Linked DNA regions of Mus musculus: all the other regions are linked to region 1. A link is a contact called in public Hi-C and HiChIP or PLAC-seq data. All regions are on one chromosome and are shown on one strand. The core of a region is the stretch at or near the end of the contact, and the rest is flanking DNA. Distances in the headings are between cores, read along the strand shown.

What was found. Hi-C and Micro-C count contacts between places; a contact is called where the count stands out from the background. HiChIP or PLAC-seq counts read pairs in DNA pulled down with a chosen protein or histone mark.
Region 2: an H3K4me3 HiChIP or PLAC-seq map of embryonic stem cells shows a contact between it and region 1, with 5 times the contacts expected there. The contact joins the enhancer-like site here to the promoter of Syt9 in region 1. A contact is called at or near these places in 3 of 39 promoter capture datasets (hippocampal neurons and liver), 3 of 484 Hi-C or Micro-C datasets (cortical neurons, embryonic stem cells and nephron progenitors), 5 of 115 datasets of contacts at active chromatin or transcription factors (embryonic stem cells, forebrain and stem cell-derived neural progenitor cells) and 1 of 9 other capture datasets (pancreatic islet).
Region 3: a contact with region 1 is called in a Hi-C map of cerebellar granule neurons, with 1.8 times the contacts expected there. The contact joins the enhancer-like site here to the promoter of Syt9 in region 1. A contact is called at or near these places in 3 of 484 Hi-C or Micro-C datasets (cerebellar granule neurons, cerebellum and nephron progenitors) and 1 of 9 other capture datasets (adipose tissue).
Region 4: a contact with region 1 is called in a Hi-C map of olfactory sensory neurons, with 1.6 times the contacts expected there. The contact joins the enhancer-like site here to the promoter of Syt9 in region 1. A contact is called at or near these places in 2 of 484 Hi-C or Micro-C datasets (nephron progenitors and olfactory sensory neurons), 1 of 115 datasets of contacts at active chromatin or transcription factors (embryonic stem cells) and 2 of 9 other capture datasets (adipose tissue and pancreatic islet).

What each region holds. Positions count from the first base shown.
Region 1 is chr7:107,368,684-107,372,607 of GRCm38.p6, forward strand. It overlaps Syt9 (synaptotagmin IX), which reads left to right and starts at 2,107. Exons shown (of 7, transcript NM_021889.4): 1 at 2,107-2,464. The coding sequence starts at 2,320.
Region 2 is chr7:107,252,843-107,256,766 of GRCm38.p6, forward strand. No RefSeq gene overlaps it. Among named protein-coding and RNA genes, the nearest start is that of Rbmxl2, 45 kb to the left of the region's middle. Within about 2 kb of position 2,114, at least 4 of the 459 cell types and tissues checked have an H3K27ac peak or open chromatin away from gene starts, as enhancers often do. A contact at or near this core is called in embryonic stem cells, where this site is marked.
Region 3 is chr7:107,460,094-107,464,017 of GRCm38.p6, forward strand. The region is part of intron 3 of Syt9 (synaptotagmin IX); the gene reads left to right. Among named protein-coding and RNA genes, the nearest start is that of Syt9, 91 kb to the left of the region's middle. Within about 2 kb of position 1,783, at least 2 of the 459 cell types and tissues checked have an H3K27ac peak or open chromatin away from gene starts, as enhancers often do. A contact at or near this core is called in cerebellar granule neurons and cerebellum, where this site is marked.
Region 4 is chr7:107,440,753-107,444,676 of GRCm38.p6, forward strand. All of the region lies in intron 3 of Syt9 (synaptotagmin IX), which reads left to right. Among named protein-coding and RNA genes, the nearest start is that of Syt9, 72 kb to the left of the region's middle. Within about 2 kb of position 1,854, at least 1 of the 459 cell types and tissues checked has an H3K27ac peak or open chromatin away from gene starts, as enhancers often do. A contact at or near this core is called in olfactory sensory neurons, where this site is marked.

The DNA.
Region 1 (3,924 bases), core at 857-3,356:
TTTGAGTCTTACTGTGTATCTCTGGCTAGCTTGAAACTTGCTATGAAGACCTGGCTGGCTTTGAACTTGAATGAATTCTTCTGCCTCTACTTTTCTGAGGACTGAGATTACAAGTTTGGGCTACCAAACCCAGCACCCCTCTTCACATGTTGCTACTTTTCTTTCTTTCAGATTCTATCCATTACAGTCTTCCTAATATTTAAAATGCCTTTCAAATTTGACTGTTTCCCAAGTCAGCATTTGCTTCTGTCTGGTCTAGGCTATCACCAGATTTTAATCTCTTCCAGTTATTACTAACGGAATTCACAGCTTTCAGCTTTCTGACATCATCTCATAAGAGTTACACTGCTATTGGTTTGAACAAGCACTTCCCCTCTTCATACACCATCCTTCTCTGCGTCATGGCCATTGGTGGTCCCCCCTCCACCCTCCCCCCCTTTGGAAGAGCACCTGCTCAGTCTCCTGGACTGGCTCGTTCTCAGCTGGTTCCCTCCTTCACAGTGTGCTGTGTTTGTCTTAGGTGTTTTTGTTTGTTTGTTTGAGGCATGTGTTGCCCAGACTACTTCAGAATGTAGCCAAGGATGACCTTGAACCTCAGAGCACTCGGATTGCAGGCTTATGCCACTATACTGGGTTTGTTTGTTTCTAGATGAAATCCAGAGCCTTGAGTATGGTAGATAAGCAACTCTTCCAATTAATCTGCACCCCAGCCCTGGGCCTTAGTTTTAAAGGAAAAAGTTTAGGAAGTGGGGAAAAAAAAAAAAAACCAAACAAACTAAAAATAGAAACCCAAAATAGACTCTACGTGCCTTTCCACAGCTATCTGGATTTACCTTTATAACTACAGCTGCCCATTCTCTATTACTCTAATATAAACTCCACCAAACCCAGCACTGCTCACCACACAACTTCAAGTTTTGTCTGTTGAGCAAATATTCCTTATTTGCAATATGATTCTTAGACAGCACATCCTTATGGGTAAGAGTCCTAGCTAATTGTTCTAGAATGAAGTTTGACATTAGGATTACATAAATATGTAAGAGAATCAGGGAGAAAGAAAAAGAGGAGCGGGTGGATGAGAGGCAGGGAGAGAGAGGGTGGGGGAGAAGTCTCTTATGAACTTAGGCAAGTACCACCTCTCTTGAGTCTGTTGTTTTAGTGGCAGCGTGGAGATCACACACACACACACACACACACACACACACACACACACACACACACGTTTAAGGCTCTCTATCTAGAGAATTAAATGAAACTATACAAAAGGCTGTGGCACAGTGCCTTGGGCACACAAACAAGCTAAATAATTTGTGGTTATTTCTGGGCTGAGTGCCTAAAAAAATGAAGAGATGGGTAGATGAGAGGTGACTGAGGTCTTTCCAAACATCCACAAATTCTGGATCCTCTGTCTCCTGTGCCAGGGAAATGCTGGCAACCTTCGCATTTCCAATCAGCTTCTTAGAAAACCAATCAGGACCTGCAAAGCTCCAGGTGAGCCTCAGCGTCTTTCCGGAGGGCCATACATCTGTCCTCATTTCTTATCTGAGCCTCCACCTTCTCCAAATCACCATCACGCTGTGCATCCATTCTTTGTTGGAAAATCTTGGCTCTAAACCCCGCATTTGGGCGCGTGACACCCCTGGGCCCGCGGTTTCTGCTCAGACCGCGCTTTCCAAGTTTAAAGAAGGTACTGAGATCTCGGCAGGTGTAGTCTACCCTCCAGCCTTCGCTCCATACAACCGAGAACGTGCTTTGGACCCACGCGTGGCTCCAGAGCCCTGAGGGATGCTAGGTTTGCATCTGGGCGGAGAAATGGGGTGCCAAGAGCGTCTAGCACGCGCACCAGCTCGTACTTCCTGATCCTGGGCGCGGCCGCTCACAGCGCAGGGTCCGGAGCGGAATCAGGCGCTTCTCCTGCAGTGGGCGAGCGCCCCCGTCCCGGGTCCCTACCTGGCGCGCCTGCTCTGCGGCGGCCGCGGCAAACCCCCGCCCGCGGCGCGCACCCCTGACCCGGCCCCGCCCCCGGCGGCCGCGAGTAGCGGGCGGAGCGCGGAGAGGCGCGCTGGGCTGTGCGGCGCCGCCTCCCCTCCGCGCCGAGGGAGGGACGAGGGGCCGCGCGGGAGACGGAGAAAGCCCGAGCGAGCGGCTCTCCGAGAGCTGCATGCAACCGGTGGGAGGCCGACCCGGCTGGCGCTGCGGCTCGGGTGGGGAGCGCGGACCGGCCGGTGGCGGCGGCGGCGGCGGCAGCTCTGAGCTGGCAGGCGGAGGGCTTTCTCCCGCGCCCGCCTGCCCGGCGCGGTCCGAGGATGCGGGGGGGCGATGCCCGGGGCCAGGGACGCGCTCTGTCACCAGGCGCTGCAGCTGCTGGCCGAGCTCTGTGCCCGAGGGGCCCTGGAGCACGACAGCTGCCAAGATTTCATCTACCACCTGCGGGACCGTGCCAGACCCCGGCTCCGCGACCCAGGTAAGCGCGGCCGCCGCCGCTGGCGGGCGCGACTCGAGGGCCCTGAAATGGGGACTTGGGGACCTAGCCAGGGCCTGAGGCAGGAGAGCGACGCAGACTGGAGGAGGGCAATGGGTGACCATTGAGCCCAAGTAGGTCTCCACAACCAGCGCACCACGGCCTGATGCTGGAACCCGGCGAACTCGGGCGGAGGCTGCCGCGCGGAGGCCGAGCCAGGGTGGGCTGGGGCAGGCTTGGAGGAACCACGCCCGCCACCTGCGCTGGGCTCCTGGGGGCGGCTCCTGAGCTCGGGGCTGCGCCCGCCACTTCACTCGCGAGCGCCCGGGAGCCAGGCGAGGCCACGGAGGCCTCGGAGCTGGGAGTGGGATCTGAGAGCCAAGGAAACTCTGTGAAGTTGGGAGTTTGGCACAGCCGGGCTGATTTCCACCCGAAGCTGCTCAACCTGAGTGCCCAGTTTCCCCCCAGGCTCTACTGTGGAAAGGACCAGACAAGATCTTGTCTGGGGCCGGGCCCCAGAGTCACACGACTAGAGCGGCTGGGCCTGAACCCTCTCCTTTCATGTCTCAAGGTGCTTAGGCAATGAGGCCTTGGCTCCCAGTTTGTCTCGCAGTGATAGCTTGGCACACTAGAGTGGTGGGCTTGCTGCAGCTGGCAGTTGTCCTAGTGAAAGTTGTGAGGCTCCTAACTTTGTAAAGTTCGCTTACTTTGGCATCTGACCAATTAAGGTCAGAGGAAGGTGTTTTATTTGAGCAGTTTGCAAGTCCTACTGTTTTCTTACTCATCATTGGGCACTGGAAAGATGCATTCATTCCTTTTGGATATTTCCTGAGCATCTTCTAGGCTGGAGGACTCATAATCTCGAATATTTTTCCAGTCTAAGTGTTTTAAATGTTAAAAGGCAAATCATGGTTAGACTGTTAAAAGAGGGATGAAAGAATGGCCTTTGCCTTGATGTTCCTGTGTGCAGACATTGGCAATAAGCAATTGCTGTGCAAACAAGTAAATGTGAGCATTTCTCATTTCAAGCCAGTTCATTCTATAAAAATACATTTACAAAGGATAAAGAGTGACTTGACTTTTAACTAGGAACGAGCCCATTTAAACAACCTACCTTTAATAGGACAATGCTCAGTGTGTGTGGCAAAGGCAGGTGTTAAAAGTTTGTCACATTTTTCTGTACTCAGAGGATCTATTTTTTTTTCATGCTCATGGTTACATTAATAAATTTCTCAAATGATCTCCAATCTTTTACTCCAAAGGGGAGAATTAAGTGGAGAACTACAGATTGCAGTGATTTCCCTGGAGGCTTGGTTGTCCAGCTTCTGAGTGGCTCTTTGATGGATGAGCGTGTGCCCCACAGACCACAGATATGAATGGAAGTGCCTCACCTCCCCCCAGGAATCCCAGAAAGATGCTCTGAGTGTGGGGTGTTCTGTGCTTACATAGCAGGACCAAGCTCA
Region 2 (3,924 bases), core at 864-3,363, 120 kb before region 1:
TAGCTTCTACTGTCAACTTTACACGATTCAGGGTTATCTGAAGGAGTCTTGATGGGGAGATTGCCACTGAGTGGCCTGTGGTGTCTTTGAGGATATGTTATTGATTTCTACCTGATGAAGGAGGGCCTAGCCCACCATGGGCAGTGCCATCATTAGGAAGTAGATAGGCCTTGGCTATTTTTAGAAAGTAACTGAAAGCTGGGAATGGTGATGTATGCCTATAATTCCAGCACTTGGGAACCAGAAGCAGGAAAACATCTATGCGTTCAAGGCCAGCCTGATATATATTAGACTTCACAATAAAAGTCTGGATGGAAGGAGGAAAAGAGAAAGTACATGCATACATACATACAGACATATATACATACACACACACACACACACATATGTATGTGTGTGTAATATATTCCACTTATATAATACATATGTAATATATACGAGAAGACAAGCTGAACAAACAAGAAATCTTGGCAATCAAGAAAATAACACTCTCGTCTGTGAACAGAATATGACCAATTACTTCAAGCTCCATCTGCCTTGACTTCCCTGCTCAGATGTATAGTATCTTAAACTGTGAGCCAGATAAGCCCTCTCTTCCCTAAGGAACTCTTTCCAGGGCAATTTGTCATAACAATAGCAATAGTAACTGAGAGAACTCTATTTCTAACTCTAAGTGACTCCATCTGCTTTTGCACGCCTCTGCCTTGGTGGTGCTAGTTGGCCGTTGATGTTGGTTTTCTGCTTGATGATTTTTCTTGCTCCTGGTGCAATCCTGCTCCTACAGAATTCACTCTTGTAAGTCAGAGTTAGCTTTTAAAATGTAAGTCAATCTTGCTACTCTACTGCTTTAAATTTTCATTCATAATAAAATCTCTGGCCTAAGAAGCCTCACAGAACGTTCCAGTCTGTTCTCTTATCTTTTCTTGCCTGTTCCATTAAAGATACTTTCTGCTTCTGAAATGAGGATGATCATTCCCACTTGAGAGGCACCACACTAGTTATTACCTGTGTCTGCAGTACATGTCTTCTGCATTTTGTTTCTTCAGGATATCCTCAGAGAGACACCACCACCACCACCCGACAACATATATTTAGTGTTTGGGAATTTCATACAATGTACCCTGATCACACTGCTTCTCATTCCTCCCAGGTCTACCCTCCTCCCCTCTCCCTTGCACCCCTACCCCAACCCCTCCCAAAACACACCAAGTCTAATGTGTATTGCCCAAATACTCCTTAGAGCATGGTCAAACTCCCACTGGGCAGCCCCTTAAAGAAAAATGGATCCTCCCCTGCCTCTATCCTGCCAGAAACCATTAACTGTGAAAAGCTACACTTCATCATCTTTATAACCGTTTTTAAGGACTCAGAAATGCATTCTGTTTTTTGGGGTTTTGTTTGTTTGGTTTTTTTGTTTGTTTGTTTGTTTTTTGGGTTTTTTTTTGTTTTTTGTTTTTGAGACAGGGTTTCTCTGTGTAGCCCTGGCTGACTTGGAACTCACTATGTAGACCAGGCTGGCCTTGAACTCAGAAATCCACCTGCCTCTGCCTCTGCCTCTGCCTCTGCCTCTCTGCCTGTCTGCCTGTCTGCCTCTCTGCCTCTCTGCCTCTCTGCCTCTCTGCCTCTCTGCCTCTCTGCCTCTCTGCCTCTCTGCCTGTCTGCCTCTCTGCCTGTCTGCCTCTCTGCCTCTCTGCCTCTCTGCCTCTCTGCCTCTGCCTCTCTGCCTCTCTGCCTCTCTGCCTCTCTGCCTCTCTGCCTCTCTGCCTCTCTGCCTCTCTGCCTCTGCCTCTCTGCCTCTCTGCCTTTCTCTCTGCCTCTCTGCCCCTCTGCCCCTCTGCCCCTCTGCCTCCCGAGTGCTGGGATTAAAGGCGTGCGCCACCACGCCTGGCTCAGAAATGCCTTCTTAAGGGTTAGGTTTTTGTCCTTTTTTTTTTTTTTTTTTCTGGTAAGCATTGACTAAAATAGTCATATTTTCTGTGGTTCCAATTAATCTTAGTTAGCTGTGGTCCAAAAACTATTAGTAAAAAAGTTGGAGGAGAACAGTAATGAGATCCCATATCATCTTGGTCTGTCTTAAACAGGATGTGATACATCCCATGGCTCAGAGTATCCAGGCAGTATATGCCACCTGCTTGTTGGTTACTCAGTAGCCATCTCAGTTAGCAGACCAACTGCTGCAGTATCACAGTACTTGTGTGTCCAGCCTGGAACGCTGACCAGTATATGTGAAGTGCCTTGTTAGATCCCGAGGGTCACAGAAGAGAGTGATGAAACTAGAACTCCAGCAGAGGCAGTGCTTATGTTCAAAGTAATCCTTGCTTTGTTCTTCATAGTCTTAAAGATAGTCATCCTGCTAATTTTGTCATATCATATTATTGTTCTTATACTTTAGTGCTGCTTTAGTCACTCTGTTACTATGCAGATTTGAAAAACAAAAGCATATTATGGGTTTGTATGTATGTATAGGTAAAACCATAGCTCTAGAGTCTAGGATGTTCAAACTCAGGCTAAGCTGGAGTCCTGGGGACACACATCCTTGGTAGATAAAGGAGAACTGTTGTGCCTCCAATATTTTCATTGTTATTTTTATTTAACTGTCTTTCTATGGTCCCTCTAGTCTAAGATAGCTACCAGTATATAATTTAGTTTAAGGTGTTTAAGTAGTGACAGAAAATGGATAACCATATGACTTTGTAGCTGTGAATTCATTCTTGTAAATTTTTCCCAGGGTAAAGGTGCAGTTTCTTTTCTTTTCTTTTCTTTTCTCTTCTTTTTTTTTTTTTTTTTTTTTTTTTTGTTTGTTTGTTTGTTTGGTTGGTTGGTTGGTTTTTTTGTTTTTGTTTTTGTTTTTTTTTTTCGAGACAGGGTTTCTCTGTATAGCTCTGCCTCCCGAGTGCCGGGATTAAAGGTGTGCGCCACCACGCCCGGCTCTTTTTTTTTTTTTTTTAATTGGATATTTTCTTTATTTACATTTCAAATGTTATCCCCTTTCCCAGTTTCCCTCCCTCCCGGAAACACCGTATCACATCCTCCCTCCCCTGCTTCTGTGAGGGTGTTCCTCCACCCACCCACCCACCCACCTACTCCCACAGACCTCCCCAGAACTCCCAGGGACTAAGGAGTGCACAGGCCCCAGCTGCAGTTTCTATAGTTAGGACTTTGGTTTTGAATGGATGCTCAGCTCCTAGAAGAAAACCCAGTACATCACCATCATCTGTCGAATGTTAATGAATGAAAAAACCGAAATGAATAATTGGAAAGGTGCCAGTGATGTACTTGCCTGTGCTTCCAAAGGAGATGGAAGAATTCCATCTCACCTGTGATGCAGAAATGTTTTCAGTGCTCCAGTGTTCCCTGGAGGCAGTGTGCAAATGCTTGTTCAGTGTTTCCTTTAATGAAACAGCCTTCTGAATTATATGTACTATTTCCAACTTATAGATGGGGAAAACAGGCACAGAAAACTTACATAAATGTTATTTAAAAGATACAATTTGCAAAACATAAGAAAATCAAGAAGAACGAAGACCAATACTTCATTAGATACTTCATTCCTTCTTAGAATAGGGAACAAAATACCCATGGAAGGAGTTACAGAGACAAAGTTTAGAGCTAAGAAGAAAGGATGGACCATCCAGAAACTACCCCACCCGGGGATCCATCCCATAATCAGCCACCAAACCCAGACACTATTGCATATGCCAGCAAGATTTTGCTGAAAGGACCCTGATATAGCTGTCTCCTGTGAGGCTATGCCAGTGCCTGGCAAACACAGAAGTGGATACTCACAGTCAGCTATAAGATGGAACACAGGGCCCCCAATGGAGGAGCTAGAGAAAGTACCCAAGAAGCTGAAGGGGTCTGCAACCCTATAGGTGGAACAACAATATGAACTAGCCAGTACCCCCAGAGCTCGAGTCTCTAGCT
Region 3 (3,924 bases), core at 533-3,032, 91 kb after region 1:
CTCTTCCCCCTTCCCCTTCTCCCCTTCCTCCCTTCCTCTTCCTCTCTCCTTCCTTCCCCTCCCTCCCTCTCTCCCTGCCCTACCTTCCTTTCTAGCCTTGTCTGACCTGGAACTTGGTATGTAGGCCACATTGGCTTCAAACCTACTTCAATCTTTCTCCCTCTGACTCTAGAATTCAAGGATTATAGACACATGATTATAATTATAGACACATTTTGAGGCGTGGCTTCAAAATACATTTTAAACTCAATCTTACTTTATCTTTGACCTTTGCAAACCTTGGAATGTATTTTACTTTTCAAAAATAATGTTGGCTTTTTCCTTTATTAAGTAATCTGCTTGATTAAAGAAAAATTAAATAGAAGAATAGATCATCCTGAATGCCATCCACAATCCCTCTGACCAGAAATACCCATCTTTAAAGTTCTGCCTTTTCCTGGTTTAGCCCCTTTCCATGGTGCTTCATTTGCAAGTGCTCTGTCAGTGCGTCTCAACCTTCCTAATGCTGTGCCCCTTCAGTACAGTTCCTCATGTTGTAGTGATCCCCAACCATAACATTATTTTTGATGCTACTTCATAGATGTAAGTAGCATTTTAATACTGTGATGTAAATGTAATGTAAATATCTGATATGCAGGATATCTGATATACAGCCCCTGTGAAAGGGTTGTTTGGCTTTCAACGGGGTCACAACCCATAGGTTGAGAACCACAGTGTTCCGTGGTTGTTCACTCAAAGACACAGCAGTTCTGTATCTTCAAGGACTCTCTCTGTGAGTAGATGAGGCCCCCCATCCCTGAAGAGCCCTAGTCTTGCTTCCCCTCCCATCCAGGTATTCCCAAGCGACCTCATCTAGCCTTCACAGAAGCTTCTCTCACTTCTCCTTTGGGGCTGATCTTCCTGACTGGAAAAGAAGCTGGCACTGATCAGTTGACCAACACTGCATTCAAATGGCCTTCATTGATCCTTTTCAGTGAGGGCAAGGCAGTGGTCCTAGGGCCAGGCACTGAGGAAGCTCATTTACACATTAGTGATAGTGGCTACATTATCTCCGAAGTAAGGCACACCACAGGTCCTAAGAACTGAAAGAGAGGGCAGGTGAGGCTTCCAGTCGGATTGGAAGAAAAGGTCCCTGATCTTTCCCATTGGCACATGGATAGCAGCTTGTCAAGAAGGTGGTAAGCAGAACTGAGAGAATGTTATTATCTTGTCATGTTGAAATGAGGATGAGAAACTCAATGGAAGCAGAGCTTAGGGGCGTGGGCCAAGGGCCAGCAAAGCATTTGTTCAAGACAAGCAGACACCAGGGGCTATGACCAGCAAGACGAGCCTAATCAGTAGCTTCAGGCCCTACACACACACACACACACACACACACACACACACACACACACACCCCTGGAGAAGGGGACTATAGGTTGTTGGATCTGAAGCAAGAGTGATTCCATGAAGCGCAAACTGGCTGGAGCTGTGTTTATTTTCTTCTTATCCTGGACCACTGAGGCAAGAGATTTATAATTTCATAACAAGAAACTTGCATAGTTAGGCTTTGTGTCGATTGATACTTTCAGAATTAAAAGGTTCCCCATCTTCACTGAAGGAGCACTCTATCCATCCACTGATTATTAGATAATTACTGTATGACCACATTCTCATAGAAAAACAAACAAAACAAAAACCAGGGACCTCCTCCTACAAAGATGTGCATAACTCCACAGAGAATCTTGTATTGGCCTGTGCACCAACTCTACCATCCACCCCAGTCTCTATTAATCTGTTCCCAAAAAGAAATGTCACCAGATGGCCATGCAAATGTCACCTGGCCATCAGCATGGCTTTACTCAAAACAGGGCAGTGCTAGAAAATTTATCTACACTATTTATTTCCTTCATTGAAGATCAGTTTGACATCCCTCAGAGACTTCTTAACAAACTGGGTCAGGGAGAAAGATACATGATCCTGCTGCTATTGAAGTATATGGCTGTAGGTTGAGTGGAGGAAGGTCCCACTGACCCACAATTCCTGAAGAATTCTTCTCTCATTAGCATTTTTGTTTGAGGTTTTACTGCCCTCTGCTTCATGAGCTCTTCATTCCCTGCATATTGTTAATGCCTTGAGCTATTTTTGGCATTTAATCCCTTACAGGTACCAGCCATCAGACCTCCTGTTGGCATTACACACACACACACACACACACACGAAAATCCTCTATATTTCCAGATTGTGGCTGGATGTTACTTAAAAATTGAGCTGGTCCTTTTAACCAGTGAGTTCCTCCCTCCCTGTCTTTTAGATGTCATGTCTGCCCAGTTGTGAGCTTTGTAGCTCTAGTCTATGTGTCTCCATTTTAACAAGTTTTAAAAAATATTTTTATTAACCCATATAATTTTATATAATATGTTTTGATTGTATTCAGTCCCCTTCCCTAATGGGGATTGAACCACCCCTCTCCCTCTCCCCTCCTTACCCACCCAACTTGAATTTTCTTCAAATCCAGTTGATGTTACCTTACAATTCCTGTATGTGGAGTCTGTCCTGGAGTATGGTCAACCTATCAGAGGTCACATCATTAAAGAGCTTACTGTCTCTCCCAGCAGCTATCAAAAGCCAATCCCTACTCAGCTAATGCTGGGGGTTACCACCTACTTTCCCCTCTCCATGCTGGGATTTTGTCTGGTTTGAGCTTGTACAAGTCTTACCCATTCTGTGTCAGTCTTTGTGAGTTCATTTGTACAACTGCCCTGCTGTGTCTGGAAGACACTATTTTCTTGATGCCATCCACCACCTTTGTCTCTTACACTCCTCCCCAATTCTAACATTTTTTTTTTTTTAGAAGTAGCTCAAGTCTGTTTGACTGACATTGAAGAAAGAAGGAGAGTGGGGTGATCTCTATCAATCTATCATCAACCAAAGAAACTCCAGGGCCACAGCTAAGCAGCAGTACTGTTGGGCTCTCAGGCAGAATGGCCACACAGTTGTGGCTCTAACTGCCTACACCTTTTAGGGAGTGGCTTCCAGGGTTGTCAGAAACTCACAGCTGGGTTTAGAACAGGAAATTTCAAGTTCAGAACCTCTTCTGGGTTGCCAGGCGTGGGGGGACAGGGAGATTGTTTAATGGCTCCAGAGTGTCTGTTTGGAATGACGAGGTTAATGGAGGGGAGAGTGCTGGTGGCCACAAATTCTCAAGTGCTAATAGCAGCCGAGCAGCACACTTACAGATGGTTAAAGTGGTGAATGGTGTGTCATGTCTGCTCTACCACAATGAGAAGCACAAAACAAAACTCCCTCCACTTCCCAGAACCCAGCCCCATTATTCTATCATCATCTGACTTCCCAGAGTCCACCTGCTTCACTCTCTCCCCCAATTCCCTGATCTCACCACCCATATGCAAACGTACTTCCTGAATATACTTGCTAGAAAAAAAAAAATAAAGAGAAATCAGGACTAAAAGTTTCTGCAGGCTGAGAGACTCCATTGTTTCTGATGGAGCTTCTGCCTAGAGAGAGTTCTCAAGCCCACGGCGGGAAAGAGGAGCAGAAGGCGTCCACACTTCCGCTGTGCCAGACCCCAGCATCACAGTTAACTCACACACGTGTGAAATGGCTATTATATTCTTTTTATAGTAAAGGAAACTGAGGAGAACAGGAAGGAACCATGACTTCAGCAAGTATTAGTATTAGTGAGCCCAAATCTGAAAACAGGTCTATTTTCCAAAATCCAAGCTTCTCATTTTCTGTTATAGTACTCTCCATACTTTGTGTCTCCATATGATAGTTGACATCTGGTTACTGTTGTGAGATGGGGTTTCTATAGCTCAGGCTGGCCTAAAACTCACTCTGTAGTGGGGGATGACCTCAAGCTGCCTGTCTCCCTGCCTCCACCTCCAAGGTTCTGGGCGTGAGCTACCGTGCCTTGCCTGTCAC
Region 4 (3,924 bases), core at 604-3,103, 72 kb after region 1:
CAGACGTTGACTTCTCTCAGCTCTCAAGCCTGGTCTTGGCAAAGGTCACTTCTCCTGGGGCTCCTCCCTGCCTTCTCTGTGTTTTCACATGGTGAAGAGAGCCTGAGCTCTAACCTTGTAAGAAGAACACTACTTCTACATGGGGCCCCACTCTCATAACTTCATCTAAATCCAAACACGGTTTAAACGATCCACCCAGTCTGCCATTACACTCGAGGATTAGACTCTAGTTCACCTTATGACACATCCACATTTATTTTTTAAGTAGAGAAGGGATTGTCTGGAGCATTTTCCCAGTACTGTGCAGCGTGGTGCATGCTCTGACATCTGTGGGTTTCCACGGAGGAAGAATCTGCTCCTGGATTCCTTTCCATCCACAGTTCTACTTGACTGCATCTTCTAATTGCTGGGCTTGCCAATTGCTCTTATTCCAGAATCTAGAAAAGCAGGTCTTGTCTTCCCTTAGTTTAGTTTTAGATGATAACAAGATTTTTTCACATAATTTTTAGAGCTCCGTTATCAAATAAAAGTTATTTCTTTTCGGATCTTAAACTATCAATATTTTATAATAAAATAGTTCTTTTAATTATAGTATTTTTCCCTCTCATTTTCAATTTGTCTTAACTTGATGCTGATATAATTCTATACTCTGCCCAGGGATTCTGAATCCTCAAATTCAACTGAAAATATTTTTAAATGCATTTGTACAGCACTAACATTGCATTATGTGTTATGTCCTAGAGAGGTTGGGTAGAGCATTGGCCTCGCATGAGCAAAGGGCCATTCCTGGTTGGGTGGGGGTGTATTAGGTCTGTGGGACAGTTTGAGGAAAGTTTACACCTTTCTAGTCATAGTGTTCTATCCAGATAGATAGATAGATAGATAGATAGATAGATAGATAGATAGATAGATTATCTTTATTTAAAGTCTTGCCTTCAGGCTTTGTGGTTTTTCTACATAAAGATCTTGCCAGACTTTTGCTAGATTTGTCTTTACCCATTTTTGTTACCTTAAATGGTAACTTCTAAAATAGCATTTCTGACTATTGCAGGTATATAAGTGAAATTTTGTAATTCTTGTAAAATCCCTAATCCTTATAGGTGCTTCTACATTTTCTTTGTAAATAATCAGTCATGTAGGAATTATGATGGCCTTGTTGCTTTCTGGTCCGTGCCTTTTTTATTTCTTGGTCCTTTTTTTGACTTTGTTGTTGTTTAACGTACAAACTAGGATACCCAGGAGGGTTTGAAACAGTAAATAAGGGATAAACAGGCATCTTTGACTTGTTCCATATTTTACATAGACTGTCTTTATACTCTTGCAGAGTATAGTTTTTCCTAGAGGTATTAGTGGGTACCTTCATATTGAGGTTGCATCCCTCTACCAAGTATGCTGTCTCACACCATCATTTCCAGTGCTCAGGAAACTAAAGCAAGAGAATCAATCACAACTTGGGCTGCATCGGGAAACCCTGTCTCAAATAAAGTCTCTCTCTGTTCCTACAGGACTGACCTCAGGACTGTTAGGAATGGTTGTCCCTCTCTCAAATGATGTGATTTTCAGGGGCTTCTTTAATCTACTATTATGGTCACTAATGTTGATCAGTTTTCTAATCTCCATTCAGTCTGATGTTCTAGATTAATCCAGCCGTGCTGTGATGTGTTGCCTTTTCTGACTGCTGCTGAGTTCAGTTTGCTGGTGTGTTCTGCCTTGATGCGTGTGAGTGGTACATGGAGTGCTGCTTGTGTGCAGTTCATGTTTGCTCTGGAAGCAAGGGAGTTTGTACTTCATCGCTTCTGTTGGAGGACTATTTTGGACCTTCTATTCATTCCTGCTTGTGCCCCCGGAGGCCTTGAGGTTTATTTATCTCTTTCCATGATGTAGACTCCCTTAGCGGCTGGCTTCTCCTGAGGTCCTCACAACAAAGAAGTCAGGAGCATGAAACTGGGCTGTCTGGTTCTTGGAATGTCCATAGATACTGAAGCCAAACCCACAGCTCCCAAATGTGGCTTTGTTTTAAGATTGTTTTTTGAAGGTTATTTTCCTGGGAATAAAAATTTAGGTGAACAAAATTCTCTGTTTGATTTTGGTAATGTGAAGCAATAATTCCATTGTTTCCTTCCTTTTAAAGTCAATATTTATTCTGACATTTATTACTTTCTATGTCAATTTTCCTTCTTTTATTGACCTCTAGAGCTTCCTTTCCTCCTTAGTGTTCTATATTTTAATTATGACATTGCTAATTAGGCATTTCTTTTTTTTATATATTTTCTTTATATACATTTCAAATGGTATCCCCTTTCCTGGTTTCCCCTCCAACACCCCCCTCCCCCTGCTCACCAACTCACCCACTCCCACTTCCTGGTTCTGACATTCTCCTACACTGGGGCATAGAGCCTTCACAGAACCAAGGGTGTCTCCTCCCATTGATGTCTGACTAGGCTATCCTCTGCTACATATGCAGCTGGAGCCAAGAGTCCTACCATGTATTTTCTTTGGTTGATGGTTTAGTCCCTGGGAGCTCTGGGGGTACTGGTTAGTTCATATTGTTATTCCTCCTATGGGGCTGCAAACTCCCTCAGATCCTTAGGTCCTTTCTCTAGCTCCTTCATTGGGGACCCTATGCTCAGTCCAATGAATGGCTGTGAGCATCTACTTCTGTATTTGTCAGGCACTGGCAGAGAGCCTTTCAGGAGAGAGCTTTATCAGGCTCCTGTCAGCAAGCACTTGTTGGCATCAATAGTGTCTGGGTTTAGTGATTGTGTATGGGATAGATCCCCAGGTGGGGCAGTCTCTAGATGGCCTTTCCTTCAGTCTCTACTCCACCCTTTGTCTCTGTAACTCCTTCCATGGGTGTTTTGTTCTCCCTTCTAAGAAGGATTGAAGTATCCACACTTTGGTCTTCCTTCTTGAGTTTCATGTGTTTTGCAAATTGTATCTTGGGTATTCCGAGCTTCTGCGCTAATATCCACTTACCAGTGAGTGCATATCATGTGTATTCTTTTGTGATTGGGTTACCTCACTCAAGATAATATCCTCCAGATCCATCCATTTGCCTAAGAATTTCGTAAATTCATTGTTTTTAATAGCTGCGCAGTATTCTGTTGTGTAAATGTTCCACATTTTTTGTATCCATTCCTCTGTTGAGGGACATCTGGGTTCTTTCCAGCTTCTGGCTATTATAGATAAGGCTGTTATGAACATAGTGGAGCATGTGCCCTTATTGCATGTTGGCGCATCTTTTGGGTATATGCTCAGGAGTAGTATTTATCCTGGTCAGAATACAGTTCTGAATCTAAGCATCTTTTCTCGAATCAGTTCTGGAAAATTATTAGCTGTTTATTTCTTTCCATTACCTAATATTTTCATATTAGGCTAATTTATTTGATCATCCCTTCCCCCTTCAAGATTCTTTCCATTTCTTTTATATATATATATATGGATACTCATGTAGATATTTATGCATATGTATGTATGTATTTATGTATGTATTTCACCATTCCATATGCATTTGCTTTTGTATTCTGTTCCTCATAGCTCTGATTGTAATCTGGGAATATCTGGTTCTTTTTCTTGGCATTCTCATTGACTAACAACTCAAAGGATCATACTGCCTATTTTATTTGTGAGTATAGGTTTATCTGGCTTGAAACTTTATAGAAATTTCAGTGTGTGTATTGCTCCAACCATGATTCAAAATTATGTCCATAAGATGCCTAGATATACTGCCAACATGGAACAGTTTAAATTCTGAGCTTTAGAGTTTTGGGTTATTGGTGGTTTGTATTATTGGTTAGAAACTAAAGATTTTTTTCCCCTTTTTTTCTAGGGCAAGTACAAGATAGGATGAAATCCACTACATACCTGTTTCATTTATCTTTTAAGAATGTGACCTTCAGGCTTTGGGAATGTAGCTTTAGGAAG